2 separate regions of the Gasterosteus aculeatus genome follow, and region 1 is linked to region 2. Evidence: chromatin contacts called from public Hi-C data. All regions are on one chromosome and are shown on one strand. Each heading gives the region's core, a stretch centred on a gene start, on an enhancer-like site or on the middle of the called end of the contact. The rest is flanking DNA. Distances are from core to core; before and after follow the strand shown. Region 1 has its middle 5.6 kb from the start of LOC120835425. Region 2 overlaps grip2b (glutamate receptor interacting protein 2b).

What was found. Hi-C and Micro-C count contacts between places; a contact is called where the count stands out from the background.
Region 1: a Hi-C map of skeletal muscle shows a contact between it and region 2, with 4 times the contacts expected there. The contact joins two enhancer-like sites. A contact is called at or near these places in 3 of 6 Hi-C or Micro-C datasets (skeletal muscle and whole body).

The regions. Positions count from the first base shown.
Region 1 is chr17:1,606,041-1,611,562 of fGasAcu3.hap1.1, forward strand. No RefSeq gene overlaps it. Among protein-coding and RNA genes, the nearest start is that of LOC120835425, 5.6 kb to the right of the region's middle. Within about 2 kb of position 2,746, at least 2 of the 9 cell types and tissues checked have open chromatin away from gene starts, as enhancers often do.
Region 2 is chr17:1,499,193-1,505,382 of fGasAcu3.hap1.1, forward strand. grip2b (glutamate receptor interacting protein 2b) reads left to right here. Exons shown (of 25, transcript XM_078092696.1): 13 at 557-702; 14 at 1,308-1,388; 15 at 2,122-2,185; 16 at 2,258-2,403; 17 at 3,085-3,229; 18 at 4,353-4,504; 19 at 4,614-4,808; 20 at 4,899-5,055; 21 at 5,672-5,786. Among protein-coding and RNA genes, the nearest start is that of LOC120835766, 32 kb to the right of the region's middle. Within about 2 kb of position 3,044, at least 4 of the 9 cell types and tissues checked have open chromatin away from gene starts, as enhancers often do.

The DNA of each region.
Region 1 (5,522 bases), core at 1,496-3,995, 110 kb after region 2:
GGGGGTGAGGAGAGGGTGAGAGGGTGAGGAGAGGGTGAGAGGGTGAGGAGAGGGTGAGAGGACGAGTGAGAAATAATGGAGGAGAGAAAGCGCAGAGAGACCCAGGGAGGACTTGTGTGTGTGTGTGCGTTACAGTGATCTACGGTCCCCAACACCACATAAATCTGCTGTATTGGATTCAGCTAAGTGAGTTTCCCTCTACACACACACACACACACACACACACACACACACACACACACACACACACACACACACACACAGGGCTGCAGGCTGCGTCCGCATGAGGCATGAAGTGTGCCGGTCGGGCAGCAGATGACTGATGATCCTCACACTCTCGCTGTGTTGTGATGTGAAATCACGGTAACGGATGAGAGAAGACGACGTTGTCGTGGCGACGGCCTGATTGACGCGTGCGAGCAGATTCTGCGCGCCGAGCTGACTGCACGTGTTTCCAAAGTTTATCGCGTTGGTCGCCATGTTGGATCACGCGCGTGTTTGTTTCCGCCATAATTGGGACGGGGAGGAGCGACAGCGACCTGTCACTCACTGTAAGCCCCGCCCTGCGGCGTACTCCACTTTATGGTCCACAACAACACGTCTCCCTGCAATCCACAGAATATGACTTCAGCGGATGCTTCCGGTTTTTGCTGCTCTCACGTCATCCTTCTTAATGTCGTTGAGCTTGTTGCTTTCATTATTATTACATATTATGGCAATAAATGATTCCGGAGGTTTCTTCATTTAACAGGAAATAAAGTGGGAGCCACATCCTCGAAGGCCGTCTGACAGCAAAGTATTGATGGTCTTTCTTCACAGGCAGAACATTGCACCTGCACCTCGTACACCCCCCGCTGCCGAAAACCAACCCCCCCTCCAAAACAAAACGGCCCGTGAATGTCAGCGGTTCCTTTTTGAATGTTGAAGCCCCCCCGCAGACGGGGACCATCCCGCAGGGCTGAGACGGCGCAGGAGGGTCCAGCTGCCCGCCGCAAACAGCTGGAGAGACGCTCGTCATTTGCAGGTGCGACATTTAGGTGGTAAAGGTTAGCTAAAGGCTAACCCCCTGTAGCTAGAGGCCCGTAGGCCTGTGTCTTTCCTTCGTACCTCAGCGCGATTTGCGAGATCCGGATGTCATGTTTGTGTAACAAGCTGTCTGAGTTCCCTCTCACGACCCCTGTTGCTGAGCGGTTTCTGGCTGGCAGACTTTGCCCAGTGTGGATCGGAGCTTTTCCAGGTGTGAATCGATAAAACAAAGGTTGTGTGAGAATAAAGTGTGGGACGTGAAAGTGTTTTTATTCTTTAAAATAAGAAAATGTGCATTTGGCCGTCGCCATCGTGGTTTTTGCAGGCAGACGCGAGACAAGATGGTGGAGACATTTAGACATTTAGACATCAATAAGCCAAAAGGTACATCTCAGTCTTTGTGCTAGAGGACACGTAAGGACTTCCCATCTGGGGACAGTGGACCTTCATGTCTTCGTTGGACAGACCAGCAGACAGCAGACATGCTTTAATTAGGAATTATAATCCCACCACAGAAAATAAGGCGAAAGAACGATGTCACCGATCTGGGAATGACAGTGTGACAGGTTTCTTCAAATGAAATCGTTCTCATGTAGCGGCTGGCTAGTTAGCTGCGCTGCTAACGGGTGAAAAGAAAATGGCGTTGATGGAAATAGATTGTCTGCTGGAGGCGGACGTCCACGCCGAGGGGGAGGCGACGTGGACGAGGAGCCTCGTGGACCCTCGGAGACGGAAAGTATGAATCGTGAGTCAGACACGTTTTATGCATCACGGCAGCGACGGTCCTCAGAAGTAGAGACGCGCTAACGCGGGTGTGCGTGTGTGCGTGTGCGTGTGCGTGTGCGTGTGTGTCCCAGGACGGCAAACCTCGAGCTCGTAACTCTTCTGCAGCGGCTGATTTCTTTGAGGACATTTCAGCCTAAATTTAGAGAGAAAGTGGAGCGCGGCCTCAGACGGACAGCTTATAGAAACTGGAGCTCAGACTCGTCGTTCTCTGTCCCTCTCTGTCGTTCTCTGTCCCTCTCTGTCCCGCTCTGTCCATCTCTGTCCCTCTCTGTCGTTCTCTGTCCCTCTCTGTCCCGCTCTGTCCATCTCTGTCCATCTCTGTCGTTCTCTGTCCCGCTCTGTCCCGCTCTGTCCATCTCTGTCGTTCTCTGTCCCGCTCTGTCCCTTTGTCCCGGTCCTCCCTTGGTCCACGTTCTACCATTTTCTGACCCGGATGATATTTCATATGCGGATCCTTCGTGTACTAAAATACCCTCAGTATGATTAATAAATGTAAATGTGACTTGAGTTTTTATCAGGGAGCGGAACGGAAACCCAAGAGACCCAGAAACCACTGACGTTACACGAGGAGCCAGAAAGGCTCACGAGCAGCTGCTTCATCTTTAAAGCGTTCGTTTCTACAAATTCATCCCATGTTTGTGTTTTTTTATGCTAAATAAAAGTCTGCGAGCTGGTTTTTGATGCAAAGAATTTGTACATTTTCGAGTTGTGCTTTAAATTCTCTGTTGTTACTGGTTGTTGATAGCAGGCCAAGCTGCACACACACACACACGCACACACACACACACGCACACACACTCCGCTCCTCCTCTCCAGGAGCTCATCGTGTTTTCCGCTGAGTCGACAGTCAGCTGCGAGCGCGGCCATGTGCTCGTCCTCGCAGATTTCCCAGAAGGCCGCAGACAGCGTCCTGGGATGGAGGAGACGGGGCCCGGCCGTCTCCACGGCGACGCGGTGAGTCACCAAGCGGAGCCTTTATTGCTTTTGTTCTCCTCTTCACTCAGACTAACAACGGCTTATTAGTCGTTAGAAATCACCGTCTGTCAAAGTGACTTCACCCCCCGGGTTTGTGTCTCTTTAGCTCAATGACTCTACTTGTCCCTGATTCTGGTTCAGTAGTTTACTTTAGTTAAGTTTCCACCATAGTTTTCCTGAGATCACTTAACAAGGTTCAGGATTTGTTTGTCTTCTGTCGTCGGGCTTCTCAATGATGTTTTCTTATATTTTTTTGGGACTGTCTTCTCGTTTCAGATCATAACCTCCAGTTCTCTGGACCGTAGAAGTCTATATCACTAACTGTGATTAATAAAACTTTGTCTCATTACACGCGTGTTATTTTAAGAATAAACACGTTGCCTGACGTAAAGACACAGCGCCCCCCCGTCCCCCCCGGTTCAACGTCCTCTTTTGTTCCTGTGTTCAGACAGTCCCCAAATAAACAGGAACCTGCTGCTTTCTGGACTGAGAACCGCTGAGGGAAGAACTTCCGTTTGTTCATGAGTGTCACACATACGTGTAATCGTTCACACGTATTCGCACAGTAGATCCAAAATATTAGGTTCTACACAACGGCTTCATCGTGCACATGGACCTGCAGAAACACGCACTGTGGATAGAAACGCACACCGTGGATAGAAACGCACACTGTAGATAGAAACGCACACCGTAGATAGAAACGCACACTGTGGATAGAAACGCACACCGTGGATAGAAACGCACACCGTGGATAGAAACGCACACCGTGGATAGAAACGCACACCGTGGATAGAAACGCACACCGTAGATAGAAACGCACACCGTAGATAGAAACGCACACTGTGGATAGAAACGCACACCGTAGATAGAAACGCACACCGTAGATAGAAACGCACACCGTAGATAGAAACGCACACCGTAGATAGAAACGCACACCGTGGATAGAAACGCACACCGTGGATAGAAACGCACACCGTGGATAGAAACGCACACCGTGGATAGAAACGCACACCGTGGATAGAAACGCACACCGTGGATAGAAACGCACACCGTAGATAGAAACGCACACCGTAGATAGAAACGCACACTGTGGATAGAAACGCACACCGTGGATAGAAACGCACACTGTGGATAGAAACGCACACCGTGGATAGAAACGCACACTGTAGATAGAAACGCACACTGTGGATAGAAACGCACACTGTGGATAGAAACGCACACCGTAGATAGAAACGCACACCGTAGATAGAAACGCACACTGTGGATAGAAACGCACACCGTGGATAGAAACGCACACCGTGGATAGAAACGCACACTGTGGATAGAAACGCACACCGTGGATAGAAACGCACACTGTAGATAGAAACGCACACTGTAGATAGAAACGCACACTGTGGATAGAAACGCACACTGTGGATAGAAACGCACACTGTAGATAGAAACGCACACCGTGGATAGAAACGCGCACTGTAGATAGAAACGCACACTGTGGATAGAAACGCACACTGTGGATAGAAACGCACACCGTGGATAGAAACGCACACTGTAGATAGAAACGCACACTGTGGATAGAAACGCACACTGTGGATAGAAACGCACACTGTGGATAGAAACGCACACTGTGGATAGAAACGCACACTGTGGATAGAAACGCACACCGTGGATAGAAACGCACACCGTGGATAGAAACGCACACCGTGGATAGAAACGCACACTGTAGATAGAAACGCACACTGTGGTAACGGGGTTCATGCTCCAAGGGAGGATGTATCTCGCGCTCCTCGATGGCGGCTCGTCGAGGCTCCTCGCTGGAAGTGACGTGGAAGGTGTTTTTTTTGGTTCAGGAAACAAAAGACAGATCTGCGTTTGTCGGACACGTCCAACGCATCAGTCCCTCGCTATGTGGATGAGCCACAGAGAAATAATATCTACGAATGACAGCTCGTTCCTTTTTGTAACCTTCGCTGTGAATGCTGGGAGGTTCTGTGGGACTCGGTACAGCCCTCGGTCCTCATCCTTTCCTGATCCAAGTCAACCCACGCCGGGCCTTTATTTTGAAAGACAGACTGAATATTTCTGTGAAAACAGACGTTTATTTTGCATTCCAAAAAAATAAAAGTATCACAGTGGACAGAAACAGGGACTCAGGAGACGCTTCTCGAGCCAATCGGACCAAACTCGCAGAACGTGTCCTTCAAGTGCACATTCAATAAGGATTCTCTCGTCCTCACGTCTTCGTCTCTTATTCGTCCCTCTGGTTCTGCTTCCTGTCGTCTCCCGGAAGCCGCCGTTGGGAAACCTGTGACTCCCTCCACTTCTCTGCGGGTGTCTTTTTGCACGTTAGTGGACGGCGCGGCGCGTGGAGCGAAGAGGCCTTCGGCGTTGATCGAGGCCTGCGGGGACCTGTGCATCGCGGCCAGGCCGCTCCAACATGGCGACGGCAGAGTCCCTGAACCGGGGTTCATGACCGCGGCCCACAAGCCGCCGTGGGGGGGGGGATGGTGGGGGGGGGGGGGAGACGCCATGATGAACTGCGTCCGTAGTGGTTGTTTGACTGGGCTGAGGCTCCGCCCCTAAATCCCGCCGAGTTGCCCTGGAAACAACAACGTCATCCCTGAAATTCACTGAAACTCTGCTGCACTAAAGAAGTTTTGTCCGAGATGATTGAAGTATTTACGTCACGTCGGGTCTTTTGATTTGATCAGAACTGAACCCGGCGCCTCTGGAGGAACAAC
Region 2 (6,190 bases), core at 1,794-4,293:
TTAATTATTCATGCTAAGCTAACTGTGTGGTTTTAGAAAGGAGGAGGAGCCATTAGTGTCCGGTGAGTTTATCAAACACGCTGTTTTCATAATGAAGCACTTCAGCGCTCAAACCCGACCTGCTTTTTCTCCTTTCAGAACCGACTTCCTCGGTTTCTAGATGGTGGATGTTTCGGTGAATCTTTAAAATCAGCAGCATTTAAATCTGCAATCGCTGATAGAATGCGGTGACACAACAGGGGGTCTGAGGTCTCTTCTGCTTTCTTCTGTTTAACAAAATCACAGACATTCTCACTGTGAGGATTAGTACGCCGCCGCGTTTCCCTTCTGCTTTCCCCTTTAGTGAGCGTTTCATCACATTCAAACAGTCACGGATGATAAACATGTTTTATTTCTGAATGTTTTTCTCGATGATCCCTTATTGGCCCACCAGTGGCCTCCTGGATATGTGGATATCATGGCTGCCTAAACCGCTGCGTATCGACCCGGCCGTCGAATGCTTCCTCGCCTCCTCATCGCCGCGGTAACCCCCCCCCCCCCCCCCCCCCCGTTGCAGGTGCGGCCTGCTGCAGGTCGGAGACCGCCTCCTGTCAATCAACGGGATCCCCACGGAAGACGGAACCCTGGAGGAGGCCAATCAGCTGCTGCGGGACGCGGCGCTGACCAACAAGGTCTCGCTGGACGTAGAGTTCGACGTTGCAGGTCCGTGAAGTCGGTGGAAATAGGCCGAAGCTGTCGGCAAAAGCTCATTGACGCGTCGACGCAGTGTGTCTCCCGTTGTCCACGATGCCCGTCAAAGCTCCTCCTTGGTGTTTAACGCCATTTAAAGCCAGTGTTCAGCCCGCTGAGCGTGGCGAGTCCTTCTGACCGCTAAAGATAAAAACACACACACGCTTGTTTAATTGTGACTCTAAAGCCCGTTGAGTCCTCACGTGACAGGAAGCAGAAGCTGAAATATAAACACGGAGCTTCGTTGCAACGTCTATACATGCAAACCTCTTATCAGTACCTGTTGCTCCTCGTGATCTCCTCTTCATCGCAGCTCGCCGGTTACTCGTCCGCCTTTTCCTTTGTTGCCTTTCATGATGTTGCATCACTTAATGAGTCAGAAGTCATTATCTCTAAACAGAGGTAGAGTTCCTCAGCCTGCCGTTGAACCGCGATGCCGGCGAATCCCCAGCGAGACCGTTACTCTGAAAATAACGTGTTAAACGTCGTCTACTTGCTGGCGCTCTGAGGCACAGCAACGTCTGTGGAACGAAAGAGGAGAGGACGTGTTCGTATTGTCGCGTGTGTTTGTGTCTCAGAGTCGGTGGTGCCGAGCAGCGGGACGTTCCACGTCAAACTGCCCAAGAAAAGAGGGGTGGAGCTGGGGCTCACCATCAGTGGTAAGAACACGCACGCCACATGGTTCGCCGTAGCTGTCAATCACCTCAACGATGTCGAGGCAGGAAGTCACCGGCAACGTAAGCCCGCCTCTTCCTTGCCGTGATCGGCCTCCGGTCGGGCGAGCGTGACATTGGCGAGTGACAGCTGATTTGAATATTTGGATAGAAGACGTTGAAGTACATCAATAAGTATTACAGAGAGAACTGTGTAGAAGTACTCCACTGTACGTCAAAGTAAAAGTATTAGAATTCAAATAAAGTCGATGCACTAAGAGTGAACGTAGTTGTGTAACAATGTGAAGGCTTCATTACTTTATCTGTAATAATACATCATAAAGTGATATTTGGTGGCATCAAGCTGCATTTATGAGCCAAATCAAAAAGAGGTTTATATTTTGACTTCACGATGCTGCTGTGTGAATAACTGAGGCAGAGGATGGTGCGATGGAGCCACCTTCTGAGTATAAGAGTTCACTGCTGACCGGGAGAGGACCCGCACACCTTAATAACACACTATAGTATGTATATTTATATACAGCTGTAATGATCCGAGAGAAAGATCAACGTATCATCACGTATTAAACTGCATCCTACAGGGTGGAGGAGGAGGAGGAGGATCTTCTGTTATGATATTGTCATTGTAACTATTATCATATTCGTTAACAATAATGTGGCTTGTGTATATTTGAAATCAACGCTCTGTGTCACCGTGTGATGTCGTCCTCGTCCGCAGCCAGTAAGAAGCAAGGAGAGGCGCTCATCATTTCTGACATCAAGAAGGGCAGCATGGCCCACAGGTACCTCAGTCCACCGATTGCTGATCAGCACCGCCGCTCTGCGAGTGCTAACACGGTTCCACCCTCCTGCAGAACAGGGACGCTGGAGCCCGGCGACAAGCTGCTGGCCATCGACAACGTGCGGCTGGAGAACTGCTCCAGGGAGGACGCCGAGCAGATCCTGCAGCAGTGCGAGGAGCTGGTGAAGCTGAAGATACGCAAAGACGAAGACAACTCGGGTAAACGGGGCGGGGGGGTGATTCCACGAGGGAAACTCGTCTCCAGATGCTTTGTTGTTTCTTATATGTGGTTAAACACATGTTGGCCTGGCTCAGCAGCAGCTTTGAGGAGATGCAGTAGCAGCTGTTGGCCACGGGGGGCCGCTGTCGCCCTCTGCTGGACTCCTGAGGCGGCTCCTGCGTGGTCAATCAGAGACGTGCGCCTAAACGCAATCTATTAAAGGCCCCGAGACCCGTAGCGTTAAGGAAGAGGAAGGAATGGACTGAGATGATAAATGCTGGTTGGGTTTTACATTTTGTACCAGTCGAGGACCCGTTTCACTTCTTGGAAACGACAGGTGGATTCAATCAACACGTGTGTGTGTGGCGCCGTGTAAAGAAACACAATGACACGAGGTCGTGTAATCCCGACTATGACTCGGATGATATGACCCGTGCACACGGACTCACGCGGGGTGTAAATATGTTACATTATGTGTTCATGCTCCACGGTGACAAGGCGTTCTTTTCCCCCAGTTGCCATGGAAACAGTGTCTTCTTTGCCTTTGTTGTCTCTGGAAGGAGTTTTGACCCACTTCTGCGTAGAAGCATTTTGCATGATCTTATAACGTGATGCGGTATCACACGGTGGACTGAATAGGTCTTAACGTGTGTGTGTGTGTGTGTGTGTGTGTGCATCAGATGAGCAGGAGACGTCGGGCAGCATCATCTACACGGTGGAGCTGAAGCGCTACGGAGGCCCTCTGGGTATCACCATCTCCGGCACCGAGGAGCCCTTCGACCCCATCACGATATCGGGCCTGACCAAGAGGGGCCTGGCTGAGAGGTGCACGCACACGCACACGCACGCACACGCACGCACACGCACACGCACGCACACGCACGCTACTTCTGGGCCGTTATCCATTTACGAGATATGGAATTAAACCATAACTTCTTGTCTTCATCCTCATTGTGAAACCACAACAACAGCAACGCTGAGGAGAATTCCTTTATCTGAGTTAAATAGATCGAAGGACACGATGTTCCTCCTACCGGGTCGGCGATGAGGAACATTGTGTCCCGTCACTCAAGCGTTGTTCTACTGCGTGACTCTGATAAGGCACTTAAAAAGCATCAAAACACACGAGCTAATCTCAGCTGGTCTGTGTTTCCATGGCCTTTTATATTTAGATCGGTGAACACGCCATTCCTCAGAGCTCTGGAATCCTGTCCTGGGAGGGGGAGGTTTGCGTTGGCGGCGGTCCCACGTTCGCACCCTCTCATGTGTCCCAGTCGCATGGAGGACATTTCTTCTTCTGTCTCTGAGGCTTTTCTGTCTCTGGTGCCAGATATATACAGATATATGTATATATATATATATATATATATATATATTAGAGTATATATAAAGTCTGCTCTACTTGGATTGTGTTACGTTGTGTTACGATCCCATCCAGAAGCCACAGGAAGTAAGATGAGGATGAAGACGACCCGACAGATGTGAAACAATAAGAGATAAGGACTGGTAACCACAGTAACCAGAGCGAAGGGGCCGTGACATAAGAGTCATGAGCATCCGCTCGGCCCCCCGACACGCTTCCACACAACGCACGCAGTGACCTCCACCTCCCGCTCCACTTCCTGTTGGCTGACAGCCCGTAAATGACCGGAACGAACACGATCGCAGCGACTGCTTCTTCCTGCGATCTCTGAGGTGCACGTGGTGCACGGGGAGACAACACGGCTCCATCAGAGCAGGCTGATCCCCCCCCCCGTCCCCCCGTCCCCCCGTCCCCCCCCCCACACAACCTGAGTCTGTATAAGCAGAAGGAAAAGGACAGATTCATCTGGACTGACAGCACGTTATTGGGTGGATGGCGATGTACTTTTGATCTCCTGCTTGCTGGCGATGTATTAGACTCACCGTGTGTGTGTGTGTGTGTGTGCGTGTGCGTGTGCGTGTCCAGGACAGGGGCTATCCACGTAGGGGATCGGATCCTGGCCATCAACAGCGTGAGTCTGAAGGGCAAACCGCTGAGCGAAGCCATCCACCTGCTGCAGATGGCCGGGGAGACGGTCACCCTGAAGATTAAGAAGCAGCTCGACAGCCTGAGTGACGGTAACGACACCACGACACAACACACGCACACACACACACACACACACACACACACCTTGGCCTCAGGTGTAAAAGGTGTCAAAACAAAACGTCTCCTTCAAACTCCCAGACGCAGAGGAGAGGAAAGCGGCCGAGGGCGAGGACGCCACGGAGAACGAGCTGAGTGACCCCGAGGAGGACGACCTGACGGACAGCCAGCAGACCAGCAAGCTGTCGGAGCTCTACTCCACCACCGTCCCCAGCGTGGACTCGGCCATGGAGTCCTGGGACGGCTCGGGCCTGGACGCCGGCTACGGCAGCCAGGGTAACGCCCCTAAACGCTCCGCCGGCGGCTCGGCAAAGTGGGCCGACGATAGCGTAACAAAGACCCCCCCCCCCCTCCCCCCCCCCGCAGGTATGTACAACCAGCAGGCCGCAGGCGTCGCCCTCCACCCCCACGAGTGGCGCAGTGCCAAGCAGCAGCGCGGCACCACGACCCCACCTGGGCGCCGGAAGAACTACCCCTTCAGTGACGGAGGCTTCAGCGAGGACGACTGGGACAAACCAGCTGGGTGCGTCTCGTCTTCTCGTCTTCTCACCGCCGTCACGTCGTCTCCTTGTACCAGCCGAGTGAACCGCCATGTTTTCACCCGGCAGAACTTTGAGTAACGTTGTTTCTCGCACGCTTAAAGTTCGATTACTTTCCATCCCAGAAACCTGCTTCAGTCTTAAAAGCAGGACGTTGAATTGGATCCGAGAGGTCGCTGGTGATCCAGGTCTCTGGGAGACGTCGCAGTGGGGTTTGAGTCATGGAGCCCGCGAGGCTGACTAAGCAGAATCAGTGTGTGTGTGTGTGTGTGTGTGTGTGTGTGTGTGTGTGTGCGTGAGTCAGCTAAGCCTTGGGAGGATAGTGGCGTTCGCTGCGATCACGTAACACTAGCGGAGGCGGAGAGACGGAGGATGAGGCGAAAAAAAAAAAATCCGCTGTGCAGTGAAACTGAATTAATCTCGTCAGTCAAGGACATTGAGCGTTAAAAGATTACCCGTGTTGGATTAAACCCGTGTTCCCCCCCGGCTCTGTTCATACTGCTACCCAGCTGACTGGAGCCCGGACGTGCAGAACATGCGTGTTTCCCCACACGTATGTTCACCTCGTCATTTCAGAGCAGCTTGCTGTCTTTGTGACAGATTTATTGGCCAACAAGTGGACGGCGTTCTGCTGGATCCAGATGACAGCTTCTGGTGTCAGGCGCTGGAGGACCTGGAGACCTGCGGCCAGTCGGAACTCCTTAGAGAGATCGAGGTCAGAACCCCCCCGTCCCCCCTCACGTGCCGCAACACAAAGCGACCTGTTGGTCACAGTTGTCATTCACAGAAACCTCCGAAGTCGAGTGAAGTTGATTCAAAGTGTCATAAAGCTGCATTCTCTGTAGTGACCAGCAGGGGGCGACTCCTCTGCTCCCATAGACGTCTATGAGGAAATGACTCTACTTCTCTGTAGTGACCAGCAGGGGGCGACTCCTCTGCTCCCATAGACGTCTATGAGGAAATGACTCTACTTCTCTGTAGTGACCAGCAGGGGGCGACTCCTCTGCTCCCATAGACGTCTATGAGGAAATGACTCTACTTCTCTGTAGTGACCAGCAGGGGGCGACTCCTCTGCTCCCATAGACGTATATGAGGAAATGACTACTTCTCTGTAGTGAC